Regions from separate parts of the Sus scrofa genome. Here region 1 is linked to region 2. A link is a contact called in public Hi-C data. All regions are on one chromosome and are shown on one strand. The core of a region is the stretch at or near the end of the contact, and the rest is flanking DNA. Distances in the headings are between cores, read along the strand shown. Region 1 has its middle 9.5 kb from the start of CHRAC1. Region 2 has its middle 4.8 kb from the start of AGO2.

What was found. A called contact is a pair of places that touch in the nucleus more often than the background predicts.
Region 1: a contact with region 2 is called in a Hi-C map of blood, with 2.0 times the contacts expected there. The contact joins two enhancer-like sites. A contact is called at or near these places in 9 of 47 Hi-C or Micro-C datasets (blood, differentiating spermatogonia, embryonic fibroblasts and 6 more) and 2 of 2 datasets of contacts at active chromatin or transcription factors (alveolar macrophages and skeletal muscle).

Annotation. Positions count from the first base shown.
Region 1 is chr4:3,036,986-3,039,685 of Sscrofa11.1, reverse strand. No RefSeq gene overlaps it. Among named protein-coding and RNA genes, the nearest start is that of CHRAC1, 9.5 kb to the right of the region's middle. Within about 2 kb of position 1,340, at least 9 of the 83 cell types and tissues checked have an H3K27ac peak or open chromatin away from gene starts, as enhancers often do.
Region 2 is chr4:2,960,630-2,963,329 of Sscrofa11.1, reverse strand. No RefSeq gene overlaps it. Among named protein-coding and RNA genes, the nearest start is that of AGO2, 4.8 kb to the left of the region's middle. Within about 2 kb of position 1,264, at least 38 of the 83 cell types and tissues checked have an H3K27ac peak or open chromatin away from gene starts, as enhancers often do.

The sequences.
Region 1 (2,700 bases), core at 91-2,590, 76 kb before region 2:
AGTAACAGTCAGAGAGACAGAAAGTAGGATGGTGGGGGCCGGAGGCTCGGGGAGGGGAGTTAGTATTTAACGGGGGCAGAAGTTCAGTTTGGGAAGATGAAAATCTCTGGAAATGGACGGTGCCGATGGTTGCACAACAATGTGAATGTACTTCATGTCCCTGACCTGTACTCTCGAAAGTGGTTTACGAGGTAAATTTCACGTTACATGTGTTCGCCATAATAAAAAAAAATGATCCCCAACAAACATGTATCAGCACTTGTCACTTTCCTGCTGAAAACCCTCCAACGACTTTCCTCTGCTCATCTTGGACCATGGGGCTCCCACCAAACCCTCCCCTTGGCCCGGACTGCTCCCCATCCCTGCTGCCCAGGTGCCAGTCCCTCCCTTCCGCTCCCCACATGTAAGCCGCCTGCCCGCTGGCAGCCACCACCACGATGGGCCCCGGTGGGCCCACATTATCCCTGTACTCACACCATTATCCATAATGACAGCCTGGCATAATTCTACATTTACGATTTGTATAATTACCTTCTACGGAGCTAAATGATCAGTATTATCAGCATTAAATGTTTATTAAGTACTTCTAGCCATACAGCCATACAGGCTAGTAAGATGCAGCCTCAGCTCTTAAAAACAAATCTTCCTTCCTGGGAGTTCCCCTTGTGGCTCAGGGGGTTACAAACACAACTAGTATCCACGAAGATGTGGGTTCCATCCCCGGCCTCGCTCAGTGGTTTAAGGCTATGGCATTGCCGTGAGCTGCGGGGTAGGTCACAGATGAGACTCGGATCCCATGTTGCTGCGGCTGTGGTGCAGGCCGGCAGCTGCAGCTCTGACTCGACCCCTAGCCTGGGAACTTCCATACGCCACGGGTGCATTCTTAAAAAGCAAAAACAAAACCCTCAAATCTTCCTAATTCCACCTAGAATTCACTGTACCTAGGTTCTTCCTCCTTCCCGGAGAAGAAACTGGGGGCTTCTACGCTTTTTGCCTGGGCTGCGTGTGTACATGAGGTCATACAAGCTTCTCCGGGATGCGGGAGAGACGACACCCCCCATCTTACAGATAAGGAATCAGGCTGGGGGCAGGTAGGAAGTAGCCGAGGCCTTTCTGAAGGCAAAGCCCTCATGCCCTCTTATGCGGGGTGACAGCGTGGCTTACTAGGCAGGGGGACTTGTTTTCTATCTTATTTACATCTTGGACGCCACATGCTGTGCCAGCCCCACGGGAGAAACACTTGAGCAAACAGACTGCTCTGAATCAACTACTTCCTAAGTCGGGGTCACAAAACCACAGGCTCATGGGTGAAGCCGGCAGGTGTGCGGTAGAGCGGCAGGGCCTGTGGCAAACACGTGACTCATCTAAAGACCACAGCCGACTTTGCCGGGAGGCAATGTGGGGTTCCCGTCGTCTCACCTCCCCGCTCTTCGAGTTAGATTTCTTTTTTTTTTCCTTTTTAGGTCCGCACCCGCAGCATGTGGGGGTTCCCAGGCTAGGGGTCGAATCGGAGCTACAGCCACCGGCCTTCACTACAGCCACAGCCAACCTACGTTGGGTCTGCGACCTACACCACAGCTCAGGGCAACGCCAGATCCTTAACCCACTGAGCAAGGCCAGGGATCGAACCTGCAACCTCATGGCTCCTAGTCAGATTTGTTAACCACGACGCCACGACGGGAACTCCTTGAGTTGAATTTCTAAGTGCAATCTCTAGATTTGTAAATGTTGGCTACACAGGCAGATACCGGTTCCTGTCTAACCTACAGCCCATCCCTGCCTCAAGCCTCACTTCCGGCCCCCCTCAATTTTTGTCGGTTGGGATCAGAGAGCCCTTGATCTCAGGAAGCGAGCCCCAGAGGATGTGCCTTAATTGCTATCCAGCACCCTTAGCAGTCTCATTTCCTTCAGCTAGTCATTGCTCTCAGGCTGAGCTAGTGACCTACTTCTGACAAATGAGACGTAAGGGAGAGGCTGCTAAGGAGGTCCTCCCTTCCTCGGTACAAAGGCAAAGCCTTGACACCTAACGGGAAAGAGCCTTTGGCCTCTGGCCCCTCCTCCTGTTTCTGTGGATGCAGTGGTGAAGTCTGGAACAGCAGTAGTCGTTTTGGAACCACGAGGCAGGAAGCACAAGGCCTAAAACTGACCTGCCAAAAATGACGGAGCAGAAGGTTGCAAAGACCCAGGGTTTTTGATGACCTCCTTGGTGTCTCAGCTCGAGATGCGGCTGTGGCCGCTGTACCCAGTCCCAGTGGAACAAGCCCTGGGCAGCACCGGAAGGTGGCTGGAGAGAGGCCACCTGACACGTCTAAGGGCGGCTGCGGCCCCTTGTTTAGCAGAGGCCTTTGTTTAGCAGGAGCCCTTCGGCAAGCATCCCACAGGCGCCCCACCCCCCACCCTCTCCCCCTTCTGAGACGTTCATCCACAACCCCCGGCCCGGACCGCTTCCTTCTTACACCTCAAATCTTGTTCTTTCCAAGTTCCTGGACTATCGGTCAGTTTGTTAGCTGCTGCCCCTGAGCAGGTGTAGACCCTGGGCCTCTGGGGGACGCCCCTTCACCTCTACTCTCACACCCTGGGGGCGAAGCCGTTATGTGCAGGGTTCCCCTTCTGCCTGCTGCCAGGGTATTTACAAAGCCATCTATTAACTGGGTCTGCCTTTTCCTGCTTCACTCTCTGCCCAGAGAATCCCCGGAGGCC
Region 2 (2,700 bases), core at 15-2,514:
TCACATTTGCGACCTACACCACAGCTCACAACAACGCCAGATCCTTAACCCACTGAGCAAGGCCAGGGATCGAACCCACAACCTCATGGTTCTTAGTCGGATTCGTTAACCACTGCGCCATGATGGGGACTCTGTTTCATACCTTCGAGAAGGAAGCTCTCCCACTGAGAGACACGAAGGCTCCGCCAGGCCTCCGTCCTCGGGGACACCCTGCACCTGCTTTCCCAGTGAGCAGGGGGTCCCGAGCGTAGAGCCAAAACCAGCGGCAGGATCTACAAACCACACCCTGGGGAGCACCCAGGAGAACCCAGAGCTCCACCGCGTCTGGCAGGTGGGAGAAGGCGCCCAGCAGATAGCCTACCAAGAAGGGGCACTGCAGGTGACACCGGGAACTCTGCAAATCCACCCCAGCATCATCTAGAGGCGAGCACATGTGCCTCTGGGGGATGGAGGGAAAGGACGAGCGGGGGGCTTGGTGGGCTCATGCTCCCGAGCCCACCCAGAGCACGAGCTCTCCTCCTCAGCCCGGGCTCCCAGCAATGGGTGCCACCAACGTCCACGAACAAATGGAAGCCCAGGGAGCAGCCCGAGAGGAGGCGGCCCCGGGGGAGGTGTCCCCAAGGAGACACCACCGAGTAGGCGTTAGGTCACCACCACTGACCTGGCCACGGCTCTGCTGCCAGCCCAGCAGGGACCCAGCCCCAAGCACCACCAGCATGCCACCCACCTCCGAGCCCCTGCCATGTCCAGTGACGCCCCCTTCCAGGCTCCCTCCCACCTTCTCCACTCTTCCTGGAGAAATGCAGCTTATGCTCCAACCCCCCAACCCAGGTAGCAGGCCTGGCACAGTCCCCAAGTTCACGCATCCAACAGTTCTGACTGTCCCGCTGTTTCGGAGGTGTCAGCCTTGCCTCTGGGCGGCTGGGAGGTAGAGGCGGGAAGCACTGGGGTGGGGAAGGCAAAGCCTTCTTCACTCAGGAACACTGGCTGTCGGGGGTGGGGGGGCAATGAGCTGCCAGCAGCCCCTAGCACTTTCGTGACCCAGCCACCAGCCCCGTCCTCTGGACAGGGCGAGGTCTGGGCCGGGTTCCCAGGCCTGAGAGCTAGCACAGTGGCAGGCACAAAGTGGGCACCAAGTGTTTGCTGAACCGCTGATCATTCCACACCCGTGTTTAAAATTTCCGTTTTTAGAGCCACAGCTCAATCAGTGAAAGGGGAGCATGCAGTGAGTGAGTCACGGACTTCCTGTGTGAGTAACCGGGTCACAGAGACCAGGGAGCCGTGAGCGCTCCCAGGCGCGCGAACCTGTCATCGTACTGTAAGCTTCCGAAGGGCGCTGCTGGTCCTCCTACAGAAGCCTGCCCCCTCGGTCGGGACTGCTGCCGACTGTCCAGGGGAGGGCCACAGAGCAGGGCTGGGGGACGCAGCCCCCTCTGCCATCTCCTGGGAGCCCCCTGGCCAGAGTGGATCCCACATCCCAGTGCCACCCTCCCCCACCCCGGCACCAAGTGTGGAATGGCGACACATGGACACAACTTGAAGCTGCACAGCCACCTCCCCCCACCCCACCTGGATGGGGCCCAGGTCACAGAGCCAAGGAGCCAGGGACATATCCTGGCACCAGTACTGGTGGGGGGATGGGAGGGCAGGACGCCCACAACAGAGGCCACCTCACAGACCCCCTCCAAGAGAAGAAGCCTGGCACCCTTGCAGAGGCACCAGGTCACAGAGAGCTCGTGGGCGGGGCCATCCTGAGCCCCCGGGCCCCCCCTGCCCGCCTCACTGACTAGAGCAGGGGGCTTCCGGAAGCGCCCCTGGGGGCAAGAGCCCACTCAGGGAAGCCACGGGTTTCCCACCCGCCACGGAGGATGCAAAATGAGTGAAGCTTTTCCGGGCTGTAGTTTTCTCTCTCATTATCAACACACACACTTAATACAGAAGACGCAGAAAAATACAACGAAAATAAAAGCACCTATAACCCCGGAAGGTGACGAACAGGCAAAGCCAGACTCAGACACAAGTCTGCTACCACCTGAGCCGTGCACTCTGCCGGCAAGCCAGGTGCTTCAGGGGCTCCTGAGAGCGCAGATGTGTATGAACCAAACACGATTTTAAGAAGACATGCACCACCAGACCGTAACAACCCAGTCTCACCGAGGTCACTCAATTAGCATTTGAGAGCATAATCTTACCCACCACTTACTGAGGTCTGTGTGCCCAGGCTCGCAGGAAATACGGGCTCTCTCATCAGCGGGCACAGATGCCAGAAAGTATGTTTTAAACTCACCACCGCTTCAATTCCCCGATATTCATTAGACCTGCTGCTATTGAGTGCGAGAAGGACCCCTGGTTACTCTGTCACCCTTTTGTTTTGCTATTTTGGTAATTATTTCAATATGACTGGTTTTTCTTTGCCATCCTAAGTATTTTGTTCTATGCTTCGCAAACATTATTCTGGACAGGGATCCATCCATAAGCGTCACCAGGCTGACAAAGGGGCTCGTGACCGTACACTTTCAGGAACCGCCTGCTCTAAGGGGACAGGGTGGCCCCATCTCCCGGCAGAGAGGAGGGTGTCTCGGCTGCTGCTAACGTCACAAACTCTCGCTGGTTTCCATGGCAGCACGGACGGTGGGCAGGTCTGACGCTCCTCCACCAGGAACAGCCCGGCCGACAGCACCACGCCCTGCAGGCCGACAG